Regions from separate parts of the Mus musculus genome. Here all the other regions are linked to region 5. The links are chromatin contacts, called in public Hi-C, HiCAR-type and promoter capture Hi-C maps. All regions are on one chromosome and are shown on one strand. Each heading gives the region's core, a stretch centred on a gene start, on an enhancer-like site or on the middle of the called end of the contact. The rest is flanking DNA. Distances are from core to core; before and after follow the strand shown. Region 1 holds the start of Tmem208 (transmembrane protein 208). Region 2 holds the start of Ist1 (increased sodium tolerance 1 homolog (yeast)). Region 3 holds the start of Ap1g1 (adaptor protein complex AP-1, gamma 1 subunit). Region 4 holds the start of D230025D16Rik (RIKEN cDNA D230025D16 gene). Region 5 holds the start of Wwp2 (WW domain containing E3 ubiquitin protein ligase 2). Region 6 holds the start of Dhodh (dihydroorotate dehydrogenase). Region 7 holds the start of Cbfb (core binding factor beta).

The links. Promoter capture Hi-C pulls out the DNA fragments that hold promoters and counts their contacts. Hi-C and Micro-C count contacts between places; a contact is called where the count stands out from the background. HiCAR-type assays count read pairs that join an accessible place to other places.
Region 1: a promoter capture Hi-C map of pre-B cells shows a contact between it and region 5, with 2.9 times the contacts expected there. The contact joins the promoter of Tmem208 here to the promoter of Wwp2 in region 5. A contact is called at or near these places in 1 of 39 promoter capture datasets (pre-B cells) and 1 of 9 other capture datasets (adipose tissue).
Region 2: a contact with region 5 is called in a Hi-C map of B cells, with 9 read pairs. The contact joins the promoter of Ist1 here to the promoter of Wwp2 in region 5. A contact is called at or near these places in 10 of 39 promoter capture datasets (the C10 cell line, cranial neural crest, frontonasal cranial neural crest and 6 more), 1 of 484 Hi-C or Micro-C datasets (B cells), 6 of 115 datasets of contacts at active chromatin or transcription factors (acute myeloid leukemia, astrocytes, embryonic hindbrain and 3 more) and 1 of 9 other capture datasets (adipose tissue).
Region 3: a contact with region 5 is called in a promoter capture Hi-C map of pre-B cells, with 9 times the contacts expected there. The contact joins the promoter of Ap1g1 here to the promoter of Wwp2 in region 5. A contact is called at or near these places in 8 of 39 promoter capture datasets (the C10 cell line, the HPC-7 cell line, cranial neural crest and 4 more) and 4 of 115 datasets of contacts at active chromatin or transcription factors (embryonic stem cells, extraembryonic endoderm stem cells, kidney and 1 more).
Region 4: a contact with region 5 is called in a promoter capture Hi-C map of pre-B cells, with 4 times the contacts expected there. The contact joins the promoter of D230025D16Rik here to the promoter of Wwp2 in region 5. A contact is called at or near these places in 1 of 39 promoter capture datasets (pre-B cells), 1 of 115 datasets of contacts at active chromatin or transcription factors (regulatory T cell precursor) and 1 of 9 other capture datasets (liver).
Region 6: a HiCAR-type map of astrocytes shows a contact between it and region 5, with 10 times the contacts expected there. The contact joins the promoter of Dhodh here to the promoter of Wwp2 in region 5. A contact is called at or near these places in 11 of 39 promoter capture datasets (the 3T3-L1 cell line, the C10 cell line, cranial neural crest and 8 more), 11 of 115 datasets of contacts at active chromatin or transcription factors (the 230-238 cell line, T-cell acute lymphoblastic leukemia, astrocytes and 8 more) and 1 of 9 other capture datasets (liver).
Region 7: a promoter capture Hi-C map of pre-B cells shows a contact between it and region 5, with 5 times the contacts expected there. The contact joins the promoter of Cbfb here to the promoter of Wwp2 in region 5. A contact is called at or near these places in 1 of 39 promoter capture datasets (pre-B cells) and 1 of 9 other capture datasets (liver).

What each region holds. Positions count from the first base shown.
Region 1 is chr8:105,325,004-105,327,703 of GRCm38.p6, forward strand. Tmem208 (transmembrane protein 208) reads left to right here and starts at 1,374. Exons shown (of 6, transcript NM_025486.3): 1 at 1,374-1,471; 2 at 2,048-2,143. The coding sequence starts at 1,466. Lrrc29 (leucine rich repeat containing 29) reads right to left here and starts at 1,265. Exons shown (of 7, transcript NM_001368408.1): 1 at 1,224-1,265. The coding sequence starts at 1,247.
Region 2 is chr8:109,692,038-109,694,765 of GRCm38.p6, forward strand. Ist1 (increased sodium tolerance 1 homolog (yeast)) reads right to left here and starts at 1,257. Exons shown (of 10, transcript NM_028018.2): 1 at 1,147-1,257.
Region 3 is chr8:109,777,136-109,779,835 of GRCm38.p6, forward strand. Ap1g1 (adaptor protein complex AP-1, gamma 1 subunit) reads left to right here and starts at 1,448. Exons shown (of 24, transcript NM_009677.6): 1 at 1,448-1,827.
Region 4 is chr8:105,223,760-105,226,459 of GRCm38.p6, forward strand. It overlaps D230025D16Rik (RIKEN cDNA D230025D16 gene), which reads left to right and starts at 1,428. Exons shown (of 16, transcript NM_145604.3): 1 at 1,428-1,727. The coding sequence starts at 1,664.
Region 5 is chr8:107,434,925-107,437,624 of GRCm38.p6, forward strand. It overlaps Wwp2 (WW domain containing E3 ubiquitin protein ligase 2), which reads left to right and starts at 1,446. Exons shown (of 24, transcript NM_025830.4): 1 at 1,446-1,517.
Region 6 is chr8:109,607,319-109,610,018 of GRCm38.p6, forward strand. Dhodh (dihydroorotate dehydrogenase) reads right to left here and starts at 1,355. Exons shown (of 9, transcript NM_020046.3): 1 at 1,034-1,355. The coding sequence starts at 1,054.
Region 7 is chr8:105,169,419-105,172,118 of GRCm38.p6, forward strand. Cbfb (core binding factor beta) reads left to right here and starts at 1,256. Exons shown (of 6, transcript NM_001161458.1): 1 at 1,256-1,635; 2 at 1,888-1,974. The coding sequence starts at 1,558.

The DNA.
Region 1 (2,700 bases), core at 124-2,623, 2.1 Mb before region 5:
TCCTTCTACAGTGACTTCACTAGCCCCGCTGTGTTTTCTCCTTTCTTCTCAGATGCTAAGTACATACGCAGTACTCACCCAGTATTTACTGGACTAAAGATAGTCCTTTGCCTCTACTTTCACCAAAGGTTTGCTCAGGGAAGGGGTGGGGGATAAAGGAGATTACTATTCAGAGGAAAATGACTAGGACCAGAGAGGAGAGACATGAGGAAGAGTATGGATGGGACTGGGATGACTAAGCCCCCATCCCTAGGGGGCTAAGAGGGAAGACTGGACTAAGAGAGTGGCTGACCTATCTTCTGAATGATCAACCCTGGGAGCCATGCTAAAGGACAACATGTCTTAATGGAAAGGATCATACATAATTCATTATCCTGAGAAATGCCTTTCTAGCACTAGAGGAGTAGAGATAGGGGTGGAGTGGTCATCCCATGAGAGCACCCCAAAAGATTACTACTACTGGTAACCCATGGGGTTTACAGGGATGAATAGATACCTTCTGGGGCCAAAAGGGAATAGGATGTCACGACTCAAGGGAAAAGGCCTGACTTCCTAGGGCAACGAGAGGGGGTTGCCAACCCTCAGGGCAAAATGGATAGAGAAGCCATTTCAAAAAAGGTGCAAGACACAAAGCCTGCATCTGTATCTCCTTGCCCCTGGCTAAAGGAACAAACACCCCATGGGGTTGAATAATACAGGGGCAGCCATCACTAGGGGTCTAGAATGAGGAGCAGGCTTGTCTTACATTAAGGACATTGGGTATGGTCCCCAGAACTAGGGGGCGGGAGCAGTCTATTTCCAACTGCGAGGACGGTGGGGGAGGGGTGGAGGAAATGGAACGACCATTCCAAGGGGCCAATGGGGATAAAATTGATTACCCTTCAGGGACGGTGGAGCGGACATCTTCTAGAACTGAGGGGGAGGGAACGGCCATCTCAAGGGAAAGGGATGGGCAGTGAGTCCGTCCTCATTGAGGTGACAGAGCAGCCATCTTCTGGGGCCAATGGGTAAAGAGGGAATGGTATCCCAACCGAAGGGGTCGAAGTGGCCCCAAAGAGGACCGTTACCCAGAGTTTTCAGGTCGTGGGATCCGCCGGGCGGCTCGTTTCCGCCTGGCGGGAGGTGCCGGGCGAGCTGTCAGATAGCCTTTCCCCAAAGCTCGGGACCCCGAAGGCGGGGCCTGTCCCCGACCAAGGCCTGAAGGACCGCTCGCTTCCTCTCACCTCCAGAGGCAGCGAGTCCGCCATCGCAGTTCTGCCGTCTCCGCCCCCACGCAAGGTTTTCTGGGAAGTGTAGTCCCACCGACTCAGGGGGCGGGGCTTCGGAAGGAAATGAAATCCACTTCCGCCCAGGAGCGAACGATTGCGCTCTTTACCGGAAGTGCATGTGCTGCCGATGTGGTGTCTACTGACTGCAGTTCCAGTTACTCGCCCTTGTTTCAGTGGCTGGGTGTCTGCTGCGCACCATGGCGGTAAGGGACAAGGCGTGGTCTGCACCGGCAAAGCTTTCCCGATGTTGGGAAAGTAAAAACAGAAGGGCTCGAAGGCATAAGGCACTGGGCCAGAGAGGGGCGCCACCCAATGGACTGTGCTAGACCGAACGGGATGCGGGGAGAGTGGCCGTGCAGGACTACACCAGGACTAGTGTTGGAGGCTAGGGCGGGCGCGGGCGAGGGTAGTTGCCAGTTCCAGATCTAAACCACTACCCCAGAGGGACGCCATTAAGTTCCGCTGGAGTTTTCCCGGAGAGGATCTCAACCCAAAGCTGAACCTTACGAGGAAAGCCAAAGAAGATACTAACGTAATTTGAATTGTTTTGGGGTGAGCATTAGGCGATCATAACTGGGGGTACAGTAAAGTCGGTGTCCTAACTATATTAGGAAGATGGACTAGAGGAGTGGTCGGTATCTCAGGGATTGCTAGGGTTGACAAAGCACGCTAAGGACTTGGCTGCGGGGTAGATAAAGCTGCAGGTAACCAGGCTGGTACAGGGAGTGAGGAGGACTGAGGCAAAACAGCTCTGACAGCATCTCACCAACCCTCCGCAGCCCAAAGGAAAAGTGGGTACCAGAGGGAAGAAACAGATATTTGAAGAGAACAAAGAAACTCTCAAGTTTTACCTTCGGATCATACTGGGAGCCAACGTAAGTTGCTTGCCTTGTGCTTTCTCTGCCCTCTCATTCCTATCTGATTAGGAGCGCTGGCAAATGACAGCCAAGGCTCCAAAAGAGAACGTTGTAAAGAAATGAAGCCAGGCAGACACCAGCCTGTAATCCCTGCACCAGGGAGGCTCAGGCAGAAAGATGGGCGGTTTGAAGTTAGCTTTGAGTAACAAAGAAATCCTATCTCAAAAAAAAAAATTAAAAATAAAAATAAAAAGGGGTGATGGGGTTAATAAGTGAAGCTGGCCATAGTGGCATATAACTGTATTTCTAGCTATTTGGAAGACTGAGGTCAGAGTGTTGAGTGGTAACCAGAGCCCCACAGAAAGACTGAAGTCTCATTCGAGAGAGTGAGAGCAGGTGTAGCGCCGTGGTGGAGCCCTTGGCTAGGCTCTGCCAGCATCGCCAGCAAACACTGCCCTCCTCCCCCCAAAGTATCCAGGGACTGAGTGGTCAGAGCACTTGTCGCTCTTACAGAGGACCTCGGTTCCACTCCAGGGGCACCACATGGTAGCTCGAAACCTTCTCATTGAGTGGAT
Region 2 (2,728 bases), core at 7-2,506, 2.3 Mb after region 5:
CAGATATGCCTGGGACCCTAGATAAAGGGTCTAGGCAAAACACCATACACATAAAATAAATATTTAAAGAAAAAAAAAAGGAAACCTCGTTATCAGTAATTTAAGGGTTCCACATGAAATAATTTTCATAGACTACACTTCGTTTTGGGAAGTGTTGGCACTTTAAACCACAAAAGGTTACATATAATTGGGACCTGATCCCGATTAGAGCCTAAATTAAGTGGATCAGAGTCTACTTAAGGACTCTAGAGGCTCGGGTCTTGTTAGAAACCAGAGGCACAAGAAGAAAAAGAGAAAGGCTACGAAAGTAATCAGGGGAAGAAAGCATTGTTTTTATCAAGTGAAAATGTTAAGAAGCCGCGTGACTTAAACACAAGGATGCGGTGAAGTTCCCCCACGAAGGTCAAAAAACCTTGAAGGGTGTGAGATGTTAACAAATGTACCGACTAATATTTTACTAAGCTGGAAAAAGACATGCATATGGAAATGGAAAAGTCTGACTGAAACAATGAAACACAGGTTGATTGTTTGATGGAGGGATTATACTGTTTTGTTCTCGTAAGAACAAAAAAACAAAAACAAAAACAAAAACAAACAAAACCAGAACAAACACCAAGAAGGCACAACAAAAGAAATGACAGTCTCCTCCCGGGAGCCATTCAACAACAACAGACTGTACACAATAAGCCCCCGTAGCCTCCCCCTGACATCAGTCGGCCGCAGCCCTGGTCCGGTCCGCATCCTAGCTCAAGTTCAAGGTCCTGAGGGCCACGCCTGACCCCAGGACCCGGAAGAGGAGCGCTCCCTCGGGCTCTCCTGGTCTGACTCACCCCGCAGCAACCGCGGCGGTGGGGACAAGGCCTCCCTCAGGGTCCCGACCCGACCGCACTGCAGAGGGGTGTCTCCTCAGTGCCCGGCTCATGCCGGGGGCAACAGCGACGCCAGCACCTGTCTAGGCGGTCCCACCTCCTCCCACGGCCGGAGCCCGACCTCAGGCCTGACCCCGACTGCCAGGGCTTCCCCCGCTGACACGGCGCGGACGGCTTGTCCTCACGGTCCTACAGACTAACGCTGGGGTTCCGTAAAAGCGGGACGTAGATGGAAGAGGGAGACAAAGATGCTTAGGTCTAAGGAGGGCACGCTCACCTGGAGGGATCCGGACGTGAAAACGGAAGAAGCCGACTTCCGAGGAGCCGCTCGGCATCCAAAATGGCGACTCCCTCGACCTCCCCACCGCGGACTCGAGCGGAGGAATCCAAGGGGGCGGTGTTAGCCACGCCCTACCTAGCAGGGATTGGCTGCGCACACAACAAGGGGCGGAGCGAGGGACTATTTCCCACGGCGGAGGCGTGGGACCTGACTTGTGACACTTAACGTCACGCAGTGGGTTGAGTCATTTGCTAAGGGCGCGCCTTGCAATTTGCCCCGGGCGCGGCGGGGCGGGTGGAGGCTTCTCCTGGATTCTGTGCCCGGTACCCTTGTTCCAGATTCTTCCAGCCCCTGGAAAAACCGGCTGCAGACTGTCTCGCAAACGCCCGCGGATCCGAGCGGAGTCTGGCTTCCCCACTTAGCTCACCGGTCGGTCGGTCGGTCGGTCGGTCGGTCCTGGGACTCCGACCTCGGAGGGATGGTTGGGCGAGATTCAGCGCTGTGGAGCCGACTTTCCTCCACCGCCTCTCTTTCCACCGACACTGTCCGCCCCGCACCTTCACTAATGTACTCTGCACAGCCTCCACTCTCGCTCTTATTTTGTATCTGTATTCAGAGGCTTTTCTGGGCTTGAAAGCGAGAAAGAGCCTTCCTGTTCTCTGGCTCTTGGCCCTGCTATGAGGCCACAGCTATCAAGACCAAAACTGTGGCTTGTCTTGGGTCAGTGGTAAAACGAGGACTGCAGGTTACTTTGGGAGGATAATATGAATTGAAAATAACTGGCTTGTAACCATGTGCCGCTGTTCAAAGCTCCAGGATACTAGGACCTTAGAATTACACAATATTTGGTTCCCATAAAATGTTCAGATCGTTCCCCCAGCAAAATATTTGCATAGAAAAATTGTAGTTCTGCAATGAGATCATGACATTTGTGGCTAACACTTTCTACACACACAGTCCCAACAACAAAGTACAATGATAGAAAAATTTCCCCTGAAGCACAAATTAGTTTATTGGGCTCATTTACAGACCATAGGTGACAAGTCACTTAACAAGCAAGTGAGTAATCACTCTCCTTCAAATAAGCTTGCACTGGAAAGTATCCAGTAGAAATGAAGGCTTCCTGGCATGGATGGAGCCCACTTCCCTACTGCTCTCCAGCCCACACTCTAGCCCCTCCCCAGGCTACACGTAATTAGGGCGGAAGTACGTTCAACAGCTGGTATCGATTGCAGGCATACCCAGGTGAGGGTTCCAAGACCCTCTTGGCCCCTCCTTCAAATATGATGATCTTTGGGCACAGCTACATTCCTGAAGATGGCTGTTGTTTGGCTCCGATGATAGAAAAGTATCGCAGCACTTAAGGGGCAGGTTGTTCATATTTAAAGTGCCTAGGGACAACCCAACCGAAGGTGCGAATGTGTGTGGACATTGTTTAGATACAGTTTCAAACTAACCAATCCTTTTTTTTTTTCAGATGAATGTCATTAGATAATAAAGGCATACATATCAGATATTGTTATTTTGTATAAAATCTTTTCATGTAAGAAATGCCTATGTGTATAAAGGTAAAATGGCA
Region 3 (2,700 bases), core at 198-2,697, 2.3 Mb after region 5:
AATAAAACTTTTGTTGTTTGCTATGGTAAACACTTAATTTTGGCCCATAAAAACTATTTTAATCTTCCATGTGGAAAACTTGGCTACCTTTGCCTTGCATCTCTGCTTGAAGATTTCCTTTACGGAAATTTCACAGTGAATTTGGCATGTTTCATGCATAGGCCTGGCTCAAAGTAATCTGCACTGTGCTAGCATTATGATGTTCTTCTAGTCTTAGGGTGTACCTAGGGCTGCCCTGTACAGATGCCCCGAAGAAAGGTAGGAGGATTTGAATTCCGTAAGCATTCTGCTCTATAAACCGGTAGGTATGGGTTGGAATATGTATATGGGGTGTGGTGAATTTTCTGTGTAAGATGACATCTTAAGGCAGACTCCATTGTGAGAGACAGTTGTAGTTTTTCTCAAGTCTTAAATCTCATTATTTGTAAACTTTGGTTACTTACTTTGACTCACGAGATTGCTTAGCGGGCTAGGTTGTACATACGATGGTACCTTATGATCAATATGACACCAATATTTAATAAATTTGATCGTGCCCTTGGTATCCTTTCTTTCCAGCCACTTGGCATGCTCCAGAAATTCAAGGTCAAAATTGTATGGCTAGACTTACTCAGCTCAACGTCTGTATTTTGAAATCCTTGCATGAAAAACGAATGTCTAAAAGATGCAACTTCCTGTTTATGACACTCAAATTTGAAACTCAGGATTTTTGCTTAGTTCCTGGTCTTTGGTATTCAGTGTAGTCTTGTGTTTTATTCACATCTGGGATACCTTTGTTGTCAATCTATCGGAAAGATTTTATTCTAGGTAGGTCACCTTTCCTTTAAATGGGCCAAGATATCAAGGATCTCTAGGTTCACATGGAAAAGACTTGGGTCACAAGTTAGTAATTATTTATCACGCCAGGAACTGTCTAGTTAGACTTTCTTTGCTTCAGGTCATTAGTTCATTCAATCATAGATGGAAAAGCTATTCTGGAAGAGTTTTAGCTGACATTTGTCCAGATTCTTTTTTCCCCTCACAGGAGGGGACTGGATCGTAGGTGAGATTGCCGCACAAGGCGGTGGTGCTGTGCTTGGAATCCATTCTTAGGTTTCATCTTTTTACCTGTTTTCGCAAAAAAAAAAAAAAAAAAAAAAAAAAAAAATTGAAGATACCATAAAACCCTAGAATCCAAAGCCACTTGGAGCATGTTTCTAATGTTGACCAGAAACCTCTGGCCAACGAGGACCACTTAGGAATCCTTTCGGACAAAACTGGTCACACCATGTCTATGCGCTTTCCCCTGCATCTCCTCTCCGCCTTCCCCAGCTCCCTCGCTGAGCTCCGCCCACCTCAGGTGACCCCCACCGTTTCCTGGCTGCACAGTTTTCCCCTCCCCCCAGAACGGAACCAAAGTGCGACGGCTCCAGGGCCGGGCCGGAGCGTGCTAGCTCAGACTCCTCGCAGCGGTGACTCGGCAGCGGCGTCGAGCGTCATCAGTGACAGCCCCGACCCTTGCTACGCTTTGAGTCGCTCTGCCCGGCGCAGTCGCCTCCTCCTCGGCAAATAGTCCTCGGCGGGGGCCGAGTCCTCGGGTCATCCGGGGTGGGAGACGGCACGGGCTGCAGTCGGAGGGACGCGGGGCGGCCGGCGAGAGGGAGCCGGGGAGCGGCGTCTCCCGGGGAAGCGCGAGGCGTGAGGTAGAGGCGCCCTCCTCGCCCGGGATCCCTCCGCCTGCAGTCGCGGTGCTGAGGCCGAGGGAGCCGCCATTTTGGATGTTCGGTTCCTGCTGCCACTGCCGCCGCCGCCCCCGAAGCTGCTGGTTTCCTTCGAGGTTTCGGGCCGGTGAGTGTCACTCGCGGCACCGAGGGCGGGTCGGCTCTTGGGCTCTGCCGCAGCCGCGAGCGTCTGGCCGGAAACCTCCTGTCAGTCCCAGGGGTCCGGGCTCAGCCTGTGGGGGGTGGGGGGTGAGGAGGACCCAGGTTTGGGTCAGGAGGGACCCGGGAGCCCCGGGCTTGCTTGGACTTCCTGAGGGCCGACCTCGGGAGCTTCAGAGCCGGAGCTGTCGTGCGCGGTCGCTTTCCTCTTCCCTTGGCGTGGTCTGGCCGCCGCAGGCCTCCTTGAACCCATTGACTTTCTCAGGCTGCGAGGCTCCTTTGAAAGCTCGCTCCGTTCGGGGAGCTTAGGATTTAGCGGGGCCGGGCCCCACCCCCGCGTGTCCTCTCGGAGCCACGTATCAGCGTTCTTGTGTTGGGGACTCGGGTCAGATCTGAGAACTCTGAGCATTTCCCACGCAGGGGCAATTCTGCCTGGTCCCTGCAGTGCCGTCCACTGAAAGCCGGACATCGGCCTCGCCTCCCTCTAACCTTCCAACTAACTTCTGGTCCAAACACTTTCGCTTTTTTTTTTTTCTTCTTCCTTCTTCTTCTTTCTCTTTTTCTTTTAAAGAACTCACCTGAGACCGCACTATTCACTCTCCTCTCCAACTCTCGGTTCTGCGGACGTCGGTTTCTAGTAATTCTCAGGCTCTTCCTCATTGCCTGGAACTGTCGGTTCTGCTTCCCAGTTAGGGCTTGGTGTCGGAGAGCCGTCGAACCACCCTAGGGTGTATTTCCGCAGCAAATGGGTTTAAAGCAGGCCAAGTGGCTTTGGGTGCGAAGGAGCTGTGAAAATAACTTTCTGCATTTCTTTCTGTTCTGAAAGCTGAGCTTTGGGGCA
Region 4 (2,700 bases), core at 178-2,677, 2.2 Mb before region 5:
CATTACAGATGGTTGTGAGCCACCATGTCGTTGCTGGGAATTGAACTCAGGACCTCTGGAAGAGCACTGACTTCTCTAAACAGCTGAGCCATCTCTCCAGCCCGACCTTGAACTTCTTTTTTTGTTTGTTTGTTTTTTGTTTTTTGTTTTTCGAGACAGGGTTTCTCTGTATAGCCCTGGCTGTCCTGAGCTCACTTTGTAGACCAGGCTGGCCTAACCTTGAACTTCTTTACTGCCTCACTCCCAACTGCTGGGATTCCAAGCAGGCACAAATCAGCACACCCAGCCTCTAAACATAGCTAGCTACACACGTCAGCGTTTCTGCAGCCACTTTCCCACTGGACAGACAGCCCAGTGACCCAGTTGTTTTGGCGTGCAGCAATGCTTCTCAAAGACGTTCTACTATTTTTATTTTATTTTGTTTAATCCCATAGCACTGACTTGAAATTTTGTGACGTATCCACTGTTAGGCTTCTTTATAGCCAGTTTGAGTATTTAGTCTGTCACTTAGTTCCCTGCTAAATACTACCCTTAGGAAACATAATGGGAATCGAGCTTTGCTGCCTAGGATCAAGGAAGCTTGGGTAAAGTCTTTACCCTCCTTGTGCCTCATTTATTCGTCTATAAAATGAGACTGAGGGTGTGAGGTCTTGTCATCAAAAGAGGCCTCAGCTGCCTTTTAATTTTAGGGTGCCCTAGAGCAAGCAAGCCGAAAATTCTGGCTGAATAACTAGAGGAGCCCCTCTTCTACTCACTGGAAACGGAGGCACAGAACACTTAAGAGCTTTAGTCACTACCATAAAGCATTGGCAAGCAGCAATGGTGACTCCAGGCGGAGCTGCAGGAGGCAGCCTCTGTGCTTAGAAAGTATTCCCTAGGTTGAGCATTTCTGGAAATGAGACCTGGCCCGGAACTCTTCAGCCTTCTAACTCAAATCCTCTCGCTCTAACCCTTGCCAACGGACTCATACATCCTCGACTCTGAGGTGGACCCTGCTCAGAGACCACTGGGTCCAAGGAGAGTAGGTTTCTGAACAATTTAGGCAGTGGCAGCCAGCGTCAGTACGTGACAAGCTTGATAATGGTCCGCGGGGCCGTGAGTCTCTGGGACTGGGTCCTTCCTGTCCGTTTTGTTCCTAGTGCAGATTAGTGGGACAAGTGTGCAGACGGAAGACTTTATTTTTGTGTGACATGTTTCCCGCCTTGTGCCTTTTCTTGCGTAGGCATATATGGTGCGCTGTGCAGTTTCAGGACCTCTGGAATGTGGCCCCTAAGTTCTAAAGCAGCTGCTCTTCCCTCCAGCTCTACCCGCGCGGGTCTGGCCTCTGATCCAGAGTTTGCGCGTGCGCGACTCCGCCTCAAGCCCCGCCTTCATGATTTAGCCCCGCCTTTGCCACGCTTTACGGCCCGGCACGCCACTTTTGCTGCAGTTGCTCTGGGCGCTGCTGTTGCTACAGCCTCTCCTGCCGGGGCTGCTGCCCGGGAGGTTGAAGGGAGGTGAAGTGTGTTGTTGTGTTCGTGCTGCCGTCGCCGCCCGGAACCGAGTGGAGAGCCGGACGTCCGCGGGCTGGCGAGAGCGACCAGTCAGCAGCTGCGTGCTCTCCTCAGGCCGGGTCCTGTCTGCGCTGCCGCAGGGAGGCCGCCCGGCCCAGCGAACCGACCCAATGCTGGACCTGGAGGTGGTGCCTGAACGCTCTCTGGGGAACGAGCAATGGGAATTCACTCTGGGTGAGTGTGGGGTCTTTTGGGATCCTGTTGGCTGGCCCTTAATTCTCCCTAGTCCCTTCCGCTTCTGGTTCCTGCCCCAGATGCCCCTGCGCCCGCGGTTCTTCGCCTTTTCTCACCCTTTAGTCTTTCGGCTCCGGGCTTTAGAATCCCGCTCCTCCCGTCTGTCATAGGATCAGCGATGTCTCAGCAGGGTCCTTCTTTGGACCTCTATGATAGTAATAGCCAGTACACACCAAATACTTAGTGGAGTGGGAAGGTCCTGCTCTTTTGAATTTATCTCTAATACAACTCCCTGAAGTCTGAATATCGATAGTATTATGCCCATTTTGCTGACTCTAATAGTTAAGAACTAGGTAGCACACCTAATCAACACTCTGGTCTCTGATCTGTCTCTCTCTGGTTTTAGGGGAGTGGGGGAAACCTAAGCTCATGCCTCACAATCAGATGGGGGTGGTGGGGGAATGAGCTTGCTTTTCTAAAAGGAACTCTCGACTTGTTTTCTTCTCTTTTGAAATGTACTCTTAACGTGTGGTGTCGCAATACCAGATACCAGAGTTAAAAGTTGAAATTGAGTGAAGTGGAAATTACACATTGGCTTGGTAGACAAATCAGTTAGGTCACTTGGGGAGAGTTGGCCTTCGTATGTGAACAAGAGTATTTGCATTTAGTGACTCCAGTGTGTTTACTTAGTGGCAGCACTAAGCGAAGGGGCTGGGAAAAGGTGTTCCTGCTGCTTGTTTGTGTGGGCCTCAACCTCTGTCTCTCTACTGGGAGCTCTTGGACTGAGTCAGCTGCTCCATTTGTTTATGGCTTATCCTTGAATGTAGACGACTCTGTCTATAGAGACAGCATATTGGAATTACCTAGCTGGGTAGATTGCTGGGGCTTGGTGGCTGCCTGCCTCTTTCTTGCCCATTATAAAAGCCAGTTTCATCAAGGGCTCTTGGTTCTCAGAACTTAGACTGCCTGTTCC
Region 5 (2,700 bases), core at 196-2,695:
AGAAAGAAAGAAAACAGAGACATAATCCACCAAAGTCCCCAGTTCTGGGAAAGTCTCTAGATGCATTCATCTCGCCTTTTGGCTTCTGTAGTTCTGTTGCTGTTTCTGCTAACTGGAGCATGTCGACCCAGGACGCGAATTTTGCGCTTAAAACCTCGCCCCGAGAAAGGCTTGATACTACACAGGGATCCTGAACACCCAGTGTAGTCACAGGGTGGCTAATAAAGACTTTCTCTTGGTAGATACCCCACAGCAAAGACACCGGACACACAGGTGGTACACAGATACACTTCAAGAGAAACATCTATGTAATAAAATACAAATGAAAATGTAATATTTCAGTTAACAAAAACCCAACAAAAATCCAGGTAATCAGAACAATTAACTCGGTGGTGGATGCCAGCCTAGGTTACATAAAATCTTGCCCCACCTGTCTCCTCTCTCACCCCTAACCCTCCACCCCAATGGTATAAACTGGTAATCCTAACTACTCAGAAGCTAAGGCAATGGAATTAAAAGTTCTTGGCCAGTTGGAGCATTTAAAATAAGACCCTGTTCCAAATAAAAACCAGAAAGGAAGCAAAATGGCTGGGAACATAGGTCAGTTGGGACGCCCTGGACTAGTCACGTTCAACTGTCAATCTTGCAAAACCCAGAAAGTTTCTGTTGTCCAGGCTACGGTGAGGTATGTCTACAATGCCAGGAATCAGGTGGCCAAGGACAGCGCTGGGTTCCAGGTCAGCCAGGGTTACTTACATAGATTCCCTGTTTGTTAATTCATAATGTTCAGTTTACTCCGTAGGGGAGGGGAGCGGGGGGGGGGGGATGGGAGTTGGTTCCCCATGGGGAAGACACGTAGGGACTCCGGAAGTTTTGAAAGGGTGTCAGGTTGTCGTGTGTCATGTCCCATGCTCCACTCCCGTCCCTCTTTCCAGTTTTGCTTCTTGGAACAACAGATGCCTTACAAAGGCCAGGGCATTTATACTTCTAGAACTGAGAACAAGGCCTTACAGAGTTGGCACAAGCTAACGACATTACATGGGATGCTCAAGTTTGATCAGTATACATCTGTGGTACCAAAACATCCTTTGCAAATTTGGGGACATGCTTAGAGTTACACGGTTTATCTGACACTCAAGTTTGGAGGGGGGGAGCGTACTGTTTTTTATCCAGCAACTCCTTCAAGACTTGACTTAACTGATCGGATGGTCTTCTCCCACCTGTACCATGGCGGGAAAACAACTGTACTTGCTTCCAAAGGCATACATAAAGACCCCGGGGCCCGGTGAGCCCTTATTTTATACGTTTGCTCGGGCACAGCCCGGGTGATCCTTGCAATCCCGGCCCTGAGCGGGTCAAACGCTCGCCGCCCGGGTCCTAGGTGGTCCGCACCTGCGCGCCCCGGCCAGCCTCTTCCGGGTCAGGTGACCGCGCACGCCCACGTGACCCGGCCCGAGTGCGGGCGCTGGAAGGCGGAAGTGGAGCGGAGTTAGGCGCCGCTGGTGTGGCCGCGGCAGGTAGGTGGCGCGGGGGCACTGGGGGGCTCGGCAGCGAGCGGGCGGCGCGGGGCAGCCAGGGGGCGGCGGGCGGCGCGAGGGGCCGGGGGCGGCGCGGGGCGGGCGCCGGGGGGCGGCGGCTTCCTGTGGGAGGGGCCTGGCGCGCGGTTCCGGCCTCCGAGGAGGGATGTCCCGGCTCGCGCCCGGGCGGGGTGGGCGCGGGGCCCGGCGGGAGTCGCCCGCTGGTGGCGCTTCCGGAAGGAGACCCCCAGCCCCGGGTGCCTGCGGTGCGGAGGAGCCGTGTCTGTCTGGGAAGGGGGCCCGACCTCAGCCGGGGAAGACTCATTTGCTCCCTGGAAGGGGCTGCCTGGGAGTGGGCGTCTGGCTTGTAGGGACAGGGAGAAAAAAATCTGGACGATGCGGCCTGGACCCCATTCCAAGAGTCTTTTTTCCTTCCGTCCTCTTTAAAAAGGATGGCGATCCGGGACTTTGATACCGGTTCTGTTCAGTTCTTTAAACTTCAGGAGGGATCCCTGAGTCTTGATCGTCTGACTCTGGTCACACCCACTTTGCCCTGTTTGGGTAGGGTTTCCACTTGTTGGGAACCTTGCCCATCAGATCGTCTTTCTTTGAGATGCTCCCGGATCGGGTCATCTTGGAGGCCACCAAAAAAAAAAAAAAAAAAAAAAAAAAAAAGACGTGTAGGTGCTTTGCTGTGATCATAACAAGACTTTTAACCTACACTGTTGTTGGCGACCTGGGCCGGCGTTACCTCAGCAACGCATTGACTGCTGAAGTCATGGACAGTTGAAAGTCTGCCCATACCGATTTGAGACCTCTCAAGCTTAAATTATGCAGCTTCCTTTACCATGTGACTGCTTATCTTGACCAGCTGTGACTAGGTGGGGTGACTGAGAAGTTTCTCTTGTGTTCCTTAGAACTGTGACCTAGATCGTAGTTTTTGAGGTTAAAAATACCCATCTTAAGATTCTTCATCCTCTAGGCCTAGGCCTGAAGATGGCTCCAAGTTCCAAGCCAGCCTAAATAAACAAACAGGCCACCCTCTTTTCCCTTCACTTTTGCTAAGGTTTGCAGAAGTGAAGCAAAGTTTATGAATGCAACGAAGGTCAGGGTTCAAATGGGACATTGACAGGAGCCAGAATCACAGGTCGCTAGGGGGGAAAAAGCACTTTGCATTAATATA
Region 6 (2,700 bases), core at 105-2,604, 2.2 Mb after region 5:
ACTATCACTGCCAGATGCTATGTGGCTAATGCACTCATTCGATCCTTCACCAAAGGCAAGCAAACCTGTTCTTCAGGAGAGTGTAACCCAAGAGACAAACTAATGGCCACATAAACATAGAGCCATGACAAGTGACATGAAGGGATAAATCATGGAAGGATCTTGAGGAAGCGAGTAAAAGCTGACTTTCAAAGGTTAGACACAAGCTAAAGAGGAGATAGCAGCTGGAGAAGAGATCTCTAGGTGGATGAGGCCAATGAGAGGGGCCAAGGCATGGGGGAGGGATAGACGGCTGCTTGGAACTAAAAGGAAAACACTGCTTTAAATGAAACAGGAGAAAAGAAGAGAGGCGTCAGCCAACATTTGGCTAACAGATTTGGTTTAAGTGCACGTGCTGCTCTGCCAGAGGAACTGAGTTCGGTTCCAGCTCCCATGTCAGGCGGCTCACAACTGGAGCTCTAGAGGATCCAAAACCCTCTGGTCTCAGAGGGTATCTGCACTCACGTGTGCACACACGCACGTGCGCGCGCGCCTACACTTTTTTTTTTTTTTTTAATGGGATTTGTCCACTAAACAAGGAAGTAGCAGATATGATCAGATTTGCCTGCAACACAAACCAAGTATTCATTCTCCCTCCTCGGGGAGTTTGCAGAAATTCCTCAAGTCAAGCACCAGTATCTGTGCCCTTTTTCCAGACCAGGGTCACAACTAAGAACTCTTCACATGGAACTTCCATTCTGACCACACTTGATCCAAAAGGGTGGCCTTATGTCTTATTTCATCCCTCCTTGGAGCGTAGGCGATCGTGTCCTCACAAAGGCCCGATACTTGGATCAATTTAAAAAAAAAAAAAATGCCCGCGTATCTCTCAGGTTCAGCCTAGCCTCTGCCCACATACGCTTGCTTTTTGCATGCCCTTAGCTGTGCACGTGCAGGTCACACTTCAAGGGTCCCAGCCTTTCAGTTTCCCAGCCTCATCCCCCTCCCTGCCGGTTATCCACACCACGAATGAGCTTCCCCGCGCAGGACTCACTCTCAGCTGTCTCCACGCCATGCTCCTTCTGCCATTAAGCCCGCCTCTGCCTGCATCCCATTGGAGAATGTGGGCTCGGCTCCACCTATCTCCCAAGCCCCACCAGCCGGCCCGCCCCTAGACGTTGATTGGACAGCCGAACGCGTGCGCTCTGCCCGGAGTCAGGCTCCGTGGCGGGACGTGCCTACTTTCTGTCTTGTCGCTGTCGCGCCTCCTAAGGGACGCTGCTCTGAAGTCGCGCACCCTTCCTTCGGTGCAACCGTGAGGAGGAGGCTTCCGGAAGTCTCGAGTGGGGAGCAGACGCTTCCGAAATCTGCAGACCAACCCCAGCGCCCGGTAGTGCGCACTACCCTAATGCTTCCCTGTCCCTGGGAAGGAAACAAAGGGCGATGCAGCCCGAAGGTTCCGCACGGTTGTCTTTATGCCGGTGCTGCGGTATGGCTTTCATAGCCCCCTTTCTGAAACAGAAATCCTAAGAATTCTGTTTTATCAGGGCAGTGGTGGCGCCGGCCTTTAATCCCAGCGCTTGGCAGGCAAAGGCAAGCATATCTCTGTGAGTTTGAGGCCAGCCTGGTCTACAGAATGAGTTCCAGGAGAGCCTAGGCTACAACATGGAGAAACCCTGTCTCTACAGGGAGAAGGAAAAAAAAAGTACACTCATGCAAACACACAAAAATTTACCCACTGGTTTTAAAAGTAAACTCTGAGGTGTTGATAAGTAAATATGGTTTTATTTTTAAGATAATCTTATGGTGTAGGCCAGGTTTTTCTAAAAACCAATCCTGCCTCAGCACTCAAGTGCCTCTGTGCCAAGCGTTTACAGAGGCCAGAGGAGGGCATTGAATCCTCTGGAACGGTAGTTACAGATGATTGGACCCACGTACTCTGGCCCTTAACCTTATGTTTGTATCCTATTGTCCCCCTTCCCACTGGTCCCCTTCCTTTTCTGGAATAATACTTCCCCACTTTAGGTCATAATTTGGGTCAGGTTACAGGAGGCTGGAGAGATAGCTCAGCTGTTAGCACTTGATGTTCTTGGCGAGGACCCAAGTTCCGTTTCCAGCACCCACATCAGGTAGCTCACAACTGCCTGTAACTCCAGGACCACATTTCTTCTGGGGCACTGTACTGGTTTTCCCATACCAACAGGTAGATGTGTGTGTGTGTACACATAAATTCTAAAAATAAGTCCTTTTAAGGTCTGTATCCTGCATACAAGAAAAAAAGCATATTTAGCAGTCTGAGATTGGCTTGCTTCATGTAACATGATCTCCAGTCCCATACATTTTCCTGTAAATTACCTCATTTTATTCTTTCTAATGGTTGAATGTTGTTCCATACCATATATGTATCATATATATCATTATCTTGATCTGTTTGTCTGTTACTGCTTCCATAAACTGGCTGTTGTGAATATTGCTCCAAAAAACATAGATATACAGGTACCTCGGTCATATGCCAGCTTGGATTATTTAGGGACTATACCTAGAAGTGACGTATCTAGGAGTTTGGGTTAGTGATTGAATGTTTGTTTGTTTGTTTTAAATTTGTTGTTCTGTGTGTGAGAGAGTTCAGACAGCAGCCTGCTATGGCAGACATGTGTAGGCCAGTAAATAACTCTGGGGGGGGGTGGGGGCGGGGGCATGGTACATGTATAAAGATCAGGG
Region 7 (2,700 bases), core at 6-2,505, 2.3 Mb before region 5:
ACACACACACACACCACTCCCACCAACAAACCTTTAATTTTGGGTAATCAACTCTCCAGACTTCAGTTAAGATGATTAACCCTCCTAGTTTGTTAGGGACTGAGCAGCTTCAGAAGGCTTGGGGGGCGGGGGGAGGTCATTGCTAAAAATGAGAGCTGTCTATGGCAAACTAGGACAGTTCCTTACCCACGTTTAGGTCCCTATCTAATAAATGAGATTGGGCTGGACTAGCAGTGAAATTCTGCCAAAATCTGTATTCAAGCAGGCATTAACAACTGACCTCAGAACTGATTCCAGTGACTTATGAGTATCTTTTCACAATCCTTAGCATCTGGCCAGCTGCTGCCAAGAGTTGGCACTTACCTGCCATCCTTGAACTGAACTTTTAACAAACTGCGATTTTTAAGGATCAGAGTTTATTGAGGGTCAGCTTTAGCTCAAGCTCTGCTGCAAACCCCGAGTCTGGTTTTCTTCTGCTCTGGTAAGTTCTCTAGAACTTGCAGATCTTGGATTTTTTTTTTTTTTTCTTGTTTGATTGCACATTTGGGTAAAAATATGGACTGGCAACCGGTTACATATAATTAAGATAGTTTTCCTTTAAATGATGTGCTAGATCTACATAAACACTCTCCTACTAACGCCATGAACTTATGAGTGTGCATTTTAGAAATTACTAATCTGAGACTTACTGGTCTGGTACTTGTCTAAACCTTGTCTGCAGGCAGAGCTACACGGAATCCTAAGGCCAACCCCGTTTCAATAGCCACCACCTTTTTACACCATGATTTGGTTAGATGCTTACTTCCACCTTTCAGTGCACAGTCCACATCCCTCCCTGTATGCAAAGTCCTCTAAGATTTAGGTTTCCTTGAATTCAAGTGGCCCTTCTGGGGGTGACTCTGCGTGGCTGGCTGGGGAGCCAAGAAGTTCCAGATCGCTCACAAAGGGCCAAAAAAAAAAAAAAAAAGGTCTGCGGGTCCGCTTCTAGTTGCTAAGAGAGGGGCGGATCCCTTCTGGGCGGGTTGTTCGCAGAGAAGCCCGCGGACAGGCAAGGGGAAGTGCTGAGGAAGGAGCAGGGTTTCACTGCAACCCAGCGGCCCCGCAAGCGGGTGGGTGGCGCATGCGCGGCGCGGGTCGTGGAGTTGTGAATGGTGCGTCTTGTTTGCTAGAGTTTGAGGCGGGCGGGCGCGCGAGGAGGAGAAGGAGGAGGAGGAGGGGTGGGGCCGGCGCGGGGCGGGAGAGCGAGGAGGGCGGCGAGAGGAAGTGGCGGCCGCAGCCGGGGGAGGCTGGAAGCTGTGTCTGCGCGGGCGGGCGGGAGGGAGGACGGCCGGCAACGGCTGAGGCGGGCGGCGGTAGCGTGGGTTGGGCTCCAAGCACACGGCCGCACCTCAGCCTCCCTGGAGCGGGAGGCCACGCGGGCGGGCTCCTGAAACAAAGAGAAGCGGGAGTCCGGGTGCCGCGGGTGGGCGGTCAAGGCGGTCAGCACCGGAGCCCGCCAGCGGGTGCCCGCGCGAGCCTGGGGAGCGCGGCCGGCCGGCGCGGCCTGAGGGCGGGAAGATGCCGCGCGTCGTCCCGGACCAGAGGAGCAAGTTCGAGAACGAGGAGTTCTTCAGGAAGCTGAGCCGCGAGTGCGAGGTGAGGCGGTTGGGGAGGCGCGGAGGCCTCGGCGCGCCCCGAGTGGGCCCGGGGAGGAGAAAAGTTTGAGCGGCTCGGTTGCCGGGAAGCCCCCGGGACGGCGCGCCGGCCGAGGGGGAATCTCGCCCCGGCAAGCAGTCCGCCCACAGGCTCTGCTTGCCCTTATCGGAGCCGCGGGGAGCGGGCGGGCGGGCCGGCGGGTGCCGCCGCGGATTTGACTCCTGATTTCGGGGCCGTCTCTCTGCCTTGCAGATTAAGTACACGGGCTTCAGGGACCGGCCCCACGAGGAGCGCCAGACACGCTTCCAGAACGCCTGCCGCGACGGTCGCTCGGAGATCGTAAGTCGCCGGGGAGGGACCCCCCCACCCTACCCCCGGTGCGCGCGGGGAGGCCGCGGGGACCCAGGCGCGCGCCAGTCACTTGTTGCGCGCGGCCCCGGGCGTGTTCCGGACGGCGCCGCGGACGCTGCGGCTCCCGGAACTGAGCCGGGGGCGCAGGCTCACTTCCTTAGTCCGGATTCGAAAAGCAAGAAAGAGGCAGATGCTGGCGGGGCGGCTCGGCTCGGCCCTCGGGCGGACCCGCCTTCTCCTTGGCCCGCCGCGATGGTTCGGTTCGTGGGATGGTTTGCGTGTCCTAGTGCCGGCTCGGCAATCCGAGCGGAGCTCCAACCGGAGCTTGGCGGAGGTTGTCGCCTAGGCTGTGACCTCCGCCAGACATCGGGGTGCTTGTAGGAAGGATACAGCCCTACGTGTAAAGAATCATTGGAGGGGGATCAGCGATAGGCTTGTTTCTGAGAAGCGAGATTGGTAAATCTATATGAGAAGCTATCTCCCAGTACAGCCGAGAGTAAATCTATTCCACTTATCTGTTGTCCTAATAGAAGAGAGAGACTGTCCTAATAGAAGAGAGAGACGAGAGAAAGGGCCCCAGTGGATGAACAATTTTCTTTTCTTAAAATGTTAAGAATCCGAAAGAAATCTATATTTTCCTTTTTCTAACCTCGATGTGCCTGTCTGAGTATTGGAGTTGCTAAAGAATTGCCTGGTGCTACACAGACAAATCCC